Linked DNA regions of Mus musculus: region 1 is linked to region 2. A link is a contact called in public Hi-C data. All regions are on one chromosome and are shown on one strand. The core of a region is the stretch at or near the end of the contact, and the rest is flanking DNA. Distances in the headings are between cores, read along the strand shown. Region 1 holds the start of Nrn1 (neuritin 1). Region 2 holds the start of Pxdc1 (PX domain containing 1).

The links. Hi-C and Micro-C count contacts between places; a contact is called where the count stands out from the background.
Region 1: a contact with region 2 is called in a Hi-C map of embryonic stem cells, with 5 times the contacts expected there. The contact joins the promoter of Nrn1 here to the promoter of Pxdc1 in region 2. A contact is called at or near these places in 2 of 39 promoter capture datasets (both in embryonic stem cells), 5 of 484 Hi-C or Micro-C datasets (all in embryonic stem cells) and 1 of 9 other capture datasets (embryonic stem cells).

Annotation. Positions count from the first base shown.
Region 1 is chr13:36,731,419-36,737,859 of GRCm38.p6, forward strand. It overlaps Nrn1 (neuritin 1), which reads right to left and starts at 3,059. Exons shown (of 3, transcript NM_153529.2): 1 at 2,818-3,059. The coding sequence starts at 2,872. It overlaps Gm30177 (a long non-coding RNA gene), which reads left to right. Exons shown (of 2, transcript XR_382190.4): 2 at 1-504.
Region 2 is chr13:34,650,488-34,656,649 of GRCm38.p6, forward strand. Pxdc1 (PX domain containing 1) reads right to left here and starts at 2,194. Exons shown (of 5, transcript NM_025831.3): 1 at 1,693-2,194. The coding sequence starts at 1,948. It overlaps Gm15908 (predicted gene 15908), which reads left to right and starts at 2,436. Exons shown (of 4, transcript NR_105041.1): 1 at 2,436-2,741; 2 at 5,467-5,597.

The sequences.
Region 1 (6,441 bases), core at 1,809-4,308, 2.1 Mb after region 2:
CTCCATTTCTTCCCATCTAGTGGCTAACAAAAATCCCAGGGTACCCGAAGGGCTAGAGAGAGGCGCAAATCACCGCTGTAAGGGCGGGGAAGGGGAGACGGTGAATTCCAAAATGGAAGTGGGCCATGGGCTCTAGGGGGTCTGAGCTCTGGCCTCTTCTGCGTCCATCCCGGGGTGAAAACTCCCAGAAGGATAGATCACCTAGCACCCTCAGTCTCAGTCTACCTGTCTCTGAACATCAAGCTACTGCAGACTCGCGGGAAGGTGACCCAGTCAGCTGCAGACAGCCGAGAGCTGCGCTTGGCAGATTGCAGCAGGAAGAGCTAGGCGGGACTAGTGCTTTCTAATCCGGAACGGGAAGCTCTGCGGAAGGGAGCGAGGTTAACTTCCACCTTAGCTGGGGCAAACACACAACCTTCCATAGACCTATACCGATTTCACGCCGATTTTAAAAAGAAGAAAAAAACCCTTGGCACTATAATAAAAGCAAAATTTAAACACCGACACCGTGTCTTATGAATACATAAATCGTTGTTCTACTGTAGCTCGGCCACGATGAAAGAAATCGCATTAAGCTTCCTCTATAATGTATGTTACAAACATGCCTTTGCGAGAAGAAAACAAAATGCAACCTAGCCTCTCTGGCCGCAGGCCCTTCCTCACTCATTGCTCCTCCCCCTTCCCCCAAAATCAGCGTTGGATTTTAAAAGAGGGCTTGGGGCTTTCTGGAGGCGGGAAGCTTTCCTGTCACTTTATTTTTTTTCCAGGCGTTGCTGGAGCAGACCCCGCAGGGCGCATGTGTGTGAGCGTGTGTAAAATACGAATTCGGGAACAGTTCTGTGTCTAGAAATTGTGGCTTCTAGAGCTCTTGCACTGGAAAGCCGGAAGCAGTGCGCGGGACAGAGGGTGCAGGCACCACACATCGGTCGAGTTCCCAGTCCTTTCTGAACCCGGTTTCTGTAACCCCGAGACAGGCAGCCGGCCTGTCTCCTCTGCATCCCCATCCAGTGCGGTTTCCATGTTCTCATTCATTTCTTGGACCTCTCTCATTCATCCCAAACTTCCTCATTCGTTCTCCATCCTCTACTTCCCCGCCCCTCCCCAACCCCCACGCTTCTTGCCAAATGTCAGTAATTTGGGACAGCTTCTATCCATGAATTAATAAAGACTGAGGCTCCAATGGGGGGCGGGGGAGAAAGGTAGATATTTAGGAACATACATTTTAATTCCACTATGAAAATTTTGGTCATCTTCAGGCTGAGGTTCATCAAATGCATCTCTCCTGAAATTACTGTTTCATTATTTCTATTCTCATCTACTAGGAAAACAGAGTCCCCAAACATCCTCCAGGTGAAGTCCCTATCTTAAAACATTAGCTGTTTCTTAATCTATGAACATTAGTCGTCTAACTGCAAAATGCCACACTCACTTATTTCTAACACTTACAGCATTTGCTGCCCTTGGGATCTATGTCCTAGGATGGTTGCAGCTCTTTGAACTAATGTCAAAGGCACAAAACCACCAGATGCAAAGCATTAAGTCATCTCCTAAAATTAAAGGAAAAGGCAACATCCCGGTGCATGCTCCTTGCTTTGCAAAAATCCCAGTTTCTGCAAAACAATAAACAAATAAACAACCAAAAAAATCCCCCAAACAAATTCTCAAGAATATGGCAAATGCATATGGACCCCATAGAAAGAATCAGTTTTAATGCTCCGAAAGCCCCAATTTCTCTATATTTCTTATGAAGAAAAAATGTTAAGTATTTCTTCTCTTGTCCCACACAAATTCCCTGACGCACCCCTGAAATGCTGCAAGGATTTGTCTGTAAAGAACGCTCCAGCCTGGCACGAACAGTTTTCTCCATCTGCAGAATAACCACTGGGAGACTTTCTATTTTTTTCCTTTTGTCCATTCTATTAATAAGCTGCTTTAATTTCCCTTTTCAGTTACATTAATTAATGTTTCCATCCAGTATCACATAAGCGGATTCACTAGTACTTAAAACATTTGCATTTTGGATGGAAAAATATAAACTTTAAAAAAGCCTCCCAACAGTGTAGCTGAGACTCACATTCCTTAACATGAAATGGGGGGGGGGGCTAAATAAATCCATCCAATAAACCGCCACAAACAAAAATTACAAACCCACGAAAAGACAAAATGCGAACACGTTAAACCACTTTCCTGTATAAAAATAATAGAGATGCTAATCTGCCAAAAATCACAGACACACATGACCCTGAAAAAGTATATCAGTGAATATTTGGTTGATTTATCCTTCTCGGAGTAGTCTGCGGTGCCCGGAGCAAACGCTGCAGCTAAGATCTAGGGGGAGGGGCGGAGGAAGGACAAAGTTCTAAATGCTGCAGTTTGAGGGCAGCCTTAGAATATCTTTGCTTTCTGCATATAAACTTTTCAGCCCTAGCTACCTAGGCATCTTATTCCTCCCTTTACCTTTTGACCCCTCAAGATAGTATCTTGCAGTATAACAGGGGACAAATGCTACGAGCGCTCAGATCCTGTTTTAACCCCAAAGAGGGAGGAAAAAAATGGATGTGCGCTTTGGAGAAAAGGGAGAACCCCCCTTGGAAAACAGCCGGTCACACACACACACTTCCCTGCAAAAGAAATCACTTTCTTTAGGAAAACCAAACCAGAACTCCTTCCAGAGTCCCCAAGAGCTAATGCCCCGACTCAGGGAGTCTGCAGGGTTTTCTGCAACCAGCGGCAGACCCTGGCCAGCAAGTCCCCTTAGGCGCCTCTGGGGTAGGCAATCTCCGGTCGCCTACCAAGCCGTACCGGGCGGCCACTTACCTATTTGCACCGCGAGGATCAGTGAAATATATCTGCCGTTCAACTTAAGTCCCATCCTACGTTTAGTCAAACCATTTGCGACCGCAGACCTTTAAATAGTTAGTTTAGAGAACGCGGGGGAAAGCTGAAAAATAGGCATTGCCAACAAGTTCCGGGAGCGACAGAGACTTTATGCACTGGGAAGGCAGAGGGAGGAGAGAAAGAGAGGGAGCGAGGAAGAGACAGAAAGAGAGTGAGAGAGTGAGAGGCTGGGGGGGGGGGGGGAGAGCTGGGAATGGTTCACTCCATTAGGAGGGGGCGGAGGAAGTACAGCCTCACGCCCACGAGCAGGCCTGACGTGGGGGATGACACGGATTGATTTTTTTTTTTTTTTATAATATAGACACCTTGGTAGAGAATCACCATTTATAGTCATAAGACTCTGGAATTAATCAGATATCTCCAATTAATGTGCGATCTCAACGAAATCTCGCCTCTCTGTAGTGACTGATTTTCATCCCAGTGGCCACCCCCGCCTCCTCGTTCCAGGGGCCCCCAGCCCCGCCCCCTCCCTGCGCAGAATCGGGGCTCCCTCTCCTCTCCCCGCCCCGGAGACGGGGAGTCCTGGTGCGCCCACTCGATTGTTCAACCTGCTCCCTCCTTCACTGGCGCCACAACGAACCCAGACACTTCCAACCCTGCAGAGAGGTTTGGGGAGCTTTGGGCCCAGGGAGGACAGAGGGGAGAGACTCCTCCGGTCCGAATCACCCTTCTCTCGCCCTCAGTGGGGTGCAGACCCCCTCACTTGCCTACCCTAGTTTTCTCTCCAGCCCCACAGTTGAGCTCTAGGCGCAGCCTAGAGCGCGTGAGCACATAACCCGGCCCCCCAGCACACGCACACACTCACAAAAGCGCACGCCCGGGAGCGCCCCCGAGCTCGCCCGCACACTCCGCACGCGAGCGCGCGTACACACCCAGGCCCCGGGGGTTCGTTCGGCTCGCATGGGGGCCCCCAGAAATAGACTCTGCGTGCCCTCTTGTGAATGTCACTATTCGCGACGCTCACCCACCGAGGGGCATCTATACCAGGCATAGAGACACCTATTTTAGGGGGTTGGAAAGGCTGTCGGGCAAGAAGCCTAGGCTAGGGTAAATTTCGGTTTCTTGTGGTTTACAAACTCTTCGCGCTTTAGGAAATTTCCAAGGCAAGCTCTGGTGTACAACTCCTTTCTGGGGCCTCCTGAAGTCATCTGTAGGGTCACACTGACATGTTGATACACGCACCCACGTCCATCACGTACACACCCAGACCCACACACACCTGCGCTCTTTATTTTATTTTTTGATGATCCAGCACTGACTGCAGTAAAGAAATATCTCTTCAGCTGCGTTCGTGCAAGGTCCTGTAGTGGATCGTGTAAGATGGAAAAATAATCAGGGCTACTTCTTAAATGAAATTAAGTTTTGATTTTTTTTCTCCTTTTCTGCAATGCACCACACCCTCTTTCCCAGTCTGAATTCTAGCGTCTTTAATCAAATGTTGATGGCCGCATTGGCTAACTGTATTACTTGAGCCAATGAAGAGATATGCGAAAGGAGAAAAATAAAAGAGCCTTCATATTTTATAAGACTGCAGGGCGACCGCGTAAGGCTAGGTTAGTGGCAGAAATGAAAGGGGATTAGGGAGACCGGGCTTCCGTTTAATTTGCCTTTCGAAGCCCCTGCACTGGGAGCCCACACAGTCAGCCATCTGTGCACACAGACGGAGAAAGGGAGAAAAGGGTGCAAAACTGGGGTCAGGTGACGGGCGGTGGAGGGACTGAGTAGGACCGCGAGGGTCTTGAGGCAACTAGAAGCTGAAAAGCGCGCACCGAGGGGACCCAAGCTTGCAGCCCTGCAGAACTGCAGAACCAGGGCAAGCTGCCACGGCTGTAGGGGCGGAGCCACGTCCCTGCCCCTGGTGATGTCAGTGGTGGGTGGGCGGGGTAGCGGGGGCGCGCTTTCCCGGTGTCCAGGGGCCCAGTGGCGGGGCCAGGAGTTTCCTGCCCCAGTGTTCAGAGGCTCCCAGAAAAGCAGAAAAGGTGGGCGGGAAGGAGGCGGGGCGAGAAGGGTGGCGAGTGGGGGGGGGGGCGTCCCTCGGACCCTCCCCCAATGCTCTCCAATGGTAGAGAAGGGGCTGGCAAGGGGCGGGACCTCAAGGTTGGAAGCTCTTCCCCCATACTCCCTTGTCCCTTCAGGGTTCCACGCACAGGGCCACCGGTTTCCCCATCTTCCACCCACGTCCGTGGCTCTGAGCCGAGTCCTCCTGTCTCCGCTCCAAAGTCTCAGAGCCTGAGTACCCGGGAATTTACATTTCGTACCCTCAACGTCCTTGCCTTCTCCCGCTCACGCATCGGGACCTTCTAGAACATTTTCAGTGGGTGCCATGGGATCTTCCCTACTACATCCCTTCTCACTTAAAACCAGAGGCTTCAGGTGTGAGGAAGCTGCATTGAAAAACTAAATGGAGCTGAGTGAATCGTGCGCTCAAGGCGTCTGCAGTCCTGCGCGCCTGCGTAGATTCTGAACCCGCTGTTCCTTGCCACCTGGGTGCCTGCTGGTCCTTCCCTTTACACTGGCCCCCTCTACTTCCTGGCCTCCCTTCCCTGGTACAAGGCTTAAAAAAAGTGAAGCAAGAGTCTGGCAGAGGTACAGTCCATAAATAATCCGGGAGAATGAATAATTGAAAGCAGATGCTAACGATGTTTTTGTTTTTGAAATTTCTAACCTTTAAAAATCACAGGTCATTCTTCAGTCTAGGCCCAGGAAGGCTTTGTTTCTTCCTATTTTTAACCGAAGGGAAATAAAAGCCAAGATCATGGGCAAGGATGACTGAGATCACAGGGCAGTATTCATGGTTGAGGGTGGACTGGAGGTCATTTCTTTTATTAATTTGAAAAGCCTATTCATGTCATACTTAGCCCTGTCCTTCACATGACCTTGGGCATCCCTGGGAGGTTTGGGGTTTCATTCTCCCAATCTGAAAACGAAGAGGACAGGTCTATGATGCGATTTCCAGAGGATCTTCAACTCTACCTTTTTATGAATTAGAGCTTTCTTAGAATACCGTGGACATGTCTGTAAGAGGGGACGTCCAAGCCAAAGTATAATATCTAAGCAAAAAAATGTCTGTCATAGATCAACAGGGATAAAGATGGTTCCCCTTCCAATAACTAATTTTCCTAAATGCAGTACAAAACGTTTAAAAAAAAAAGAGTTCTTGGTGCTGTTTGGGTCTTCAGGCTGAACATGAGGAACACCAAATGTAGGTGTGTGTAAATGACAGGCAGGCAGAGTTCCTTTCCCTGAAACACCCAGGTTCTCTCTCAATTCAGGCTGGGCCACCACTCCAGTTTGGCTGAGCAGTTTATGAGCTGAGTTCCCTGCTCCCTCTTCTAGTTCACCATGCACAGACTTCCCAGAAGCTGCCATCTCAAGACACATCCCCTTGAAATTGTTTGTGAGAACAGTTGCCAGGACCAGTGGGAGTTCCCATTTCTGCCTTCTAGGCCAGAAAAGAAGCCGAACCAAGCACAGTGTTTACATCTGTGAAACGTCCTCATCAAACCCATTATCTTGTATGTGAAAGAAAAGTATTAGTTAAAA
Region 2 (6,162 bases), core at 944-3,443:
TCCAGATGGTTGCATACATGCAAACGAGGCCAGGTGAACAAGGGTAAGATGGTTTCCTCCCTTCTGCTTCAGGGAAGGCCTTTTCGCCTGTGACTCCACCCTGAAGTCACATCCCTTCCCGCACTCTCTGCAACCAGCGCCCCTGGCCAGAAGGCACCAGTAGTAAACAAGTGTCCTTTACAGACGCTTATTGTCACCAGATACAGCCTGGCGGTTCACCCCTCACAAAACCCCACAGGCAACAGGTATTCTCATAGATGATTCTAGTCTGTGGTCACAGCAGAGCTCTGGGAACTGCTCAGAGGGAGAGCCAGAAAGTTCAACTTGTTTATGGACAGCCTTATTCCAGAAGAAGCCACTGAGTAAACCAGCGACCCTTCCTGATGCTTTCCTGACTCAGACATTCATTTGTTAAATTAAAACTACAACAAAGAGCGAATTTAAAGCAATAAAAACAGGCCTAATCTTGACAACGTTGCTCAGCCACTGGGAGCGGCTGGGATGGAGATCTAAACCAGGCTTGTCACTCCGGGCCTCCACACTCACTTGCTTTTGGGAACCTGTCCAAATGATGTGTCTGCCAGGGGATGTGTCATGAGAATGGAGCTAATTATCCACATAAGCCACACATTGGTGGAACCTATCACCAGAGGGAAACGGAGGTTATCTCAAGACCTTAGCCAGACAGGCGGCCAAGGAAATGCGTACTGGCTAACCTTGAGTAACTTTGCCCCAAGCTGTCACAGGATGACTGCTTTGAGGACTTGGGTCCAAGGGTCTCAGAGCCCCGGGAGGCCACGTACTGGGGGGAAGTCTGCTCAGAAGCTATATTGATCCCTCCTGCCCTACCGCTTACCCGGCTCTTTGCCTCACATTTTATTCTTCCCCCCTCCCCCGTCTCTATCAAGGTCTCTCTCCAGTTTCCTCCACTCTTCCAGTCCTTTTGCTGTCCTTAGGAAGCAAAGGGGAAGCCACTGCTGTTTGAGAAAAACAACAGTCACAGCCAACCAGGACCGTCACACGGCCTGAGAGGAGGCGGCCATGGCTAATCAAATCCGAATGCGGACCCGGCTCAGGGGTGGGGACCCTGGGTTGGCCGGACAGATCCAGGCGGGGCGGCCTCCTCCTAGGAGAGGTGGAAAAGATTGCTGCGTGGCACCTCGCTTTCAGGCTCAGCTGTCCCCGGGGCAGAATACAGATGGGGCCTCTACTGGGCAGGACCTGAGCAGCGATCATACCTGCTGCGATCACCCCAGTTTCGATACTCTATAACGGTCTCTACCCTTTCCAGCAAACCCATTCCAGCCTCTACTGGTTCTCCACAGCAGCTGGGACCCAGTAGCTGTCAGCTCTGGATGTCGCCTCCGCTTCTTCACTAGAGGCTCGTTCTTTGGGACAGTCAGGCGAGAGTCCTGCTGACCTTGTCCCTTTCCCCAGCCATCTCATTTATCCTCCAAGAGTGTGCGCCCCAGACTCCGTGCCGGTTCCCAGCCCTTTCTGAACGACCATTCAGGAAAGCCGGGGTCTAGGATGTCCTCCGTCAGGTGCCGAATAGTAGAGTTTTAAGTAACTCTTCCCGCGGACTTCATCGCACTTGGATGAGCTCCTCACTAAGTTCCTCCCCCACAAAGCCCCTCCCGAAAACCGCATCTCCCCGCATCCCCCGGTGCCCCCAGTCCCGCAGCCCCGCACCTTGCCGCAGCGGCGTGCGCGCCAGCTCAGACCGGTCCTCGGGGAAGGCATCGCGGAGGCGCTTGCACAGGCGGCCCAGGTCGGCGAAGCTGCGGTGCAGGTAGAGCACGCTGCGGTCCGACCACTCGGTGCGGATTTCGAAGAACTCCTCCTCATCGCCGCGCCTGCTGACGATGAGCCTGCGGATCCCGTTCACCCAGCAACCGCGCACGAACATGTTCACGAGCGACGTGCCCTCAAACACCGCCGAGGCCATGCCGCGGGCGGCGCATGCCCCTGCCGCCGGGGGCGCCCTCGGCCCCCGCCTGGGGTCCGCCTGGGCAGAGTGAGTCCTGGCAGGGGCGATCAGGGGTTCTCCGTGGGACGCGCTCGATTCCCGCAACGGCGGTTAAGAGTCCCCGTGGGGGAGAAGTTGGTGCCCCGCGAATACGCCGCAGCTCTGCGCTCACTCTGGGGCGGCTACGTGTGGCCCGCGCGCTCAGGGCGGCGCCGCCAGGAGTCTGTGGGACTGAACGGGCTGCGGCTTTATAAGGCACTTCCCATCGCGGGCGGCGACGTCGAGTCCCGGCTGCGGCGCCTCCCTCCTGCCTCCCGCTGACCCGCCGCGGGCGGTCCCGGCCCAGAGCTGCACGCAAATCGCCTCCTCCCTGGTCTGCCAACTGCTAGGCGAGGCTGGTCCTGCGCTCTCCCCGCGCGCAAGGCGACTTTCTCCTCGTTCCCACTCTGGATCCTCGGGATTCTCCAGCCCCGAGTTGAGCACTCTGCCAGGCCCACACGGGGGTGGGATCGACACGTCGCTGGAGTCCAGAGTCCCGGGGCGGCGCCGCATGGGGCGGGGACGCGGGCTCAGACCAAGCGGGAATCCGGGCAGAGGGACTGGTGCTGGTCCCCGCGCCGCCCTTGACTCGCCTGGTCTGGGCCGGGACTCGGGCTGACCCGCCCCGTGTCCCATCGGTTACCGGCGACTCCGCCCCGGGTCCTCCCGCGCATTCCGGTCGTGCCTTAGCTTGACGGAGGCCCGGGACGAGGCGGGACAGACAGACCAGAAGGCAAGACCGTGTGGTTCTTAGAAGAGGATCCCCAGGAGGGTTGTCCGCCAAAAGAATATGGGACAGAATTGTAGGAGACCGGGGTCTCCCCGGAGAGAGCAACTCAGGAGGAGCTTAGGAAGTCCCCCTTGGCAGAACGACCCACAGAGAAGGAATGTACCGCATGGCTCCCAATTGAAAAACAGTGTCTAGCATTAAGAATTGTAGCTTGGTTCCAGACATTCTTCTACCTACAACCTGGGAGAAAGACTATGCTTTTTATACGCTTCTAAATAGTCAGTGAACAAAGACGTTAGGCAACAGGTATTCCTTCTCTGGACCTCACTGACCCTGATTTCCGTTGACCGGTCATCCCCGGCAGGGGGCGGGTACTTAGATCGCTCGTGTCACTGCAGAAATCAGTCCTCCTATTTACCAAAAAGTTCTGCTCAGGCACGCCTATGCCAATCCCCACTACTGCCTGGAGCCATGTCCCTTCTGAAGCTGTCTCCTATCACAGCATCATCCCCAGGACCCCCCAGAAATACACTTTTTTAAGCACCCCATCTTTAGGGTAGAGTTTGCTGGGTGGGAACAACCAAGTCTCCAGTTCAGTTCGCTGCTGCTCGAGTGGCCTAGCTCTGTGAGGCTAGCCACCACTTTGAGTCTGTCATTCCTGGGCGCTGAAGAAAGTGTTTTCTTATTAATAGAAGTTGCTTCAAGAGATCTGGAAGTAAAACGAGATGGCAGAGTAAAAGCAGTCACTGTTGGGAAGTCACTGGTTAGAACACGCTATCTTTTATGCCGCTTAGATCATTCATTAATCACTTTTCTATACAGCCTAGAAACTTCATTTTACTACTTTAAAAAAAAAAGATGATAGGGGTCTGGAGTGCCTCACGTATGTAATTCAAGTAGCCCAGGCAGGGACAGGAAGACCTTTTAAAGCTGGAGGCCAACCTGGGATACCACAGTGCTTTCCAGGTTAACACACACACACACACACACACACACACACACACACCTCAGAACAAGAATAAACACCAAGTCCCTATTCTCTGTGATATAAGATCTCACTTTGTAGCCCAGGCTGACTCAAACCACTGATCCTTCTGCCTTAGTCTCTGGAGTGCTGAGTTTGGAGGCATGTGCCACTCTGAAATGGTCTTTGAATCATCTTTTTTTCATATCTTAAATTTTCCCACTTGATGAATAAGTAGAATAATTTCTGGAATATGTGCATTCCCCGAAACATTTGAGACCTAAACTTTGAAAATTGGATGAACTTGACAGGAGCAAAAGTGTTTGCTTCTAAGGGAAGTGTGGACTTTTAGATATTGATAATGATGTTTCCATTGAAACAAGCCCTTGGTAGGCAGCTAGCAGGACTTGGATAAAACTAAAAATATGTATAACTTATGGCCCAATAATTCCTCCAGGGAGTGTGTTTCCCAATTCTAGAAAGTACTAGTACGTGTGCATGCTAAGAGACGTGTGGTTACTGTTTGCCAGTGCATAGATGCTCATACAGAGGGGAGTGGGTAAACTCCTGGCATGTAAGCACAGAGCTCAACCATATGGCTGCAAACATGAATTAATTCCAGCTCTGACTGCTGAAGTATGACCTACCTGCCAAGATGTGCCCATCAGTACAATAGTGGTTTCCTGGGTAGTAGAGCATGTGAGGCCTGCACTACTGTTGGGATTTCATGACTGGTATAGAAACCTGGTCAAAAGCCCATTACTGGGGAGAAGACAGACCCTGGGAAAGGTGATAATTATATCACTAAAGGGGGTCGTGTAGTCAAATTGTCATACCTGTGGATTCCCACATTGCTCTCAACGTTAGTTAGAGAAGTCTCTTTTTGCAGGGAGTAACGGTTGATGTTGTAGACTTATAACTGGTCTAAGTGTCAAATATAAGTAGCTGTGAGTGTTCAGCTGTTGATGAGTCATTGGCATTAATTCCCCACCCCCACCCCCTATCTAAGGCTCAGAGAACATCATAGATCAGGGAGCAGAAAGTGTGTATGTCGGTGGGTGGGGAGGAGCCATGGTATGCTGACTTCTGGACATGACACGGTTGTTGTTCCCCTCAATCATAGGAGCTGTAGTTATTGGCACTAGGCAATGCTTGGGACCAAAGGTGTTTTCTGATATGGATCTAAACAGTACCAGGCTGACCACGCCTAATCTGAAGTCCAAAAAAAAAAAAAAAAAAAAAAAAAGAGTCAAAATCTGGAACTTTTTGAACAGCATCTCAAATTAAGTTGGGACTTTAAAGCAAGAATTCAAAAGCTCTCCAGTGCTGTGCAGGGTTGCAAACACCTTTGAGGGCCTGTGTTACATAAATGTCAGTAACAGATACACAAGACATGGGTGGTTTCGGGTTATAAGTCAAGCTTATTTGGCTGATTCAGTGCTGGGAGCTACATAATAGAATGTGAAAGTGGAGAGCCAACAGGAGCTCTCCGGGTCACCTGCTCCACAGCCCAGCCAGGTTTACAGTTACCGACTTGTATCCAAGGTGGAACTTTGCTCACAGGTAAGAGCTTTGGGAACCAGATACTTCAATTCCATCCATAGGAATAAATAGCAGGAGTATACAAAAGACTGCGTGGAATTCAAAGCCTGTATTTTGGGAGGGGTGCTTGGATATTCAGTTGAATTTCTTCTGTGATTTTCTTACTTTTATTTATTTATTTGTATTTTTCTTCATTTTTTTCCTTTCTCCCCTTTCTTTCAGAGTGAAGAGAAAGAAAATACAAAGATTGAGAGCTTTTTCCCCAGATAACTCTGAGTGGCCCATATATTTGGCAATAGACTGTATAAAAAGCAGGGACCTCAGAGTTGTGAAGCGGTTTCAGGGATCGACAGGTATGAGGTTCAGAAGCCCAAGGGCTCAGGGAAGGTTGTTAATCCTTGACAGAGGAGGAAGCCAGGGGAGGGACCTCCAGAGCAGCGACCTAGGCCCAAACCAAGGTACAAAATAAGCCTGGGTCCTCAACCCAGACCAGGGAGTGAGGATGAGCTGTTGCCCCAGGGAAACCTGGGATCCTGTAGAGCCAGCTTTTGTCATCCCACCTACCCACCTCTCTAGCCCATCTTCCCAGCATTCATAGCTGGAGCAGAAGGCAGCCTGATTCCACCCCTTCCTTGGGGGAGTTTGGAGACTTTTGCCTCACTCGTTGCTCTGCCACCAGTACAATGTGTACATGGTCATCCGGCAACTCGTCTGTTTCTCCTCAAAACAGAAGCAATGAAACCTCAGAGCTGTGAACAGGTTTCAGGCACTCACAAGTCTCAGCAGCCCGAGGGTGCATGGAAGAGATCATTACCCCTTTTACAAAGGAGGAAGTAGCTGGGGGTGGGGTGGCAGGAGTGGGGCTCCAGAGCAGGGACCTCTGAAGACCTACTTGATGCAGACGACTCACCCACTATT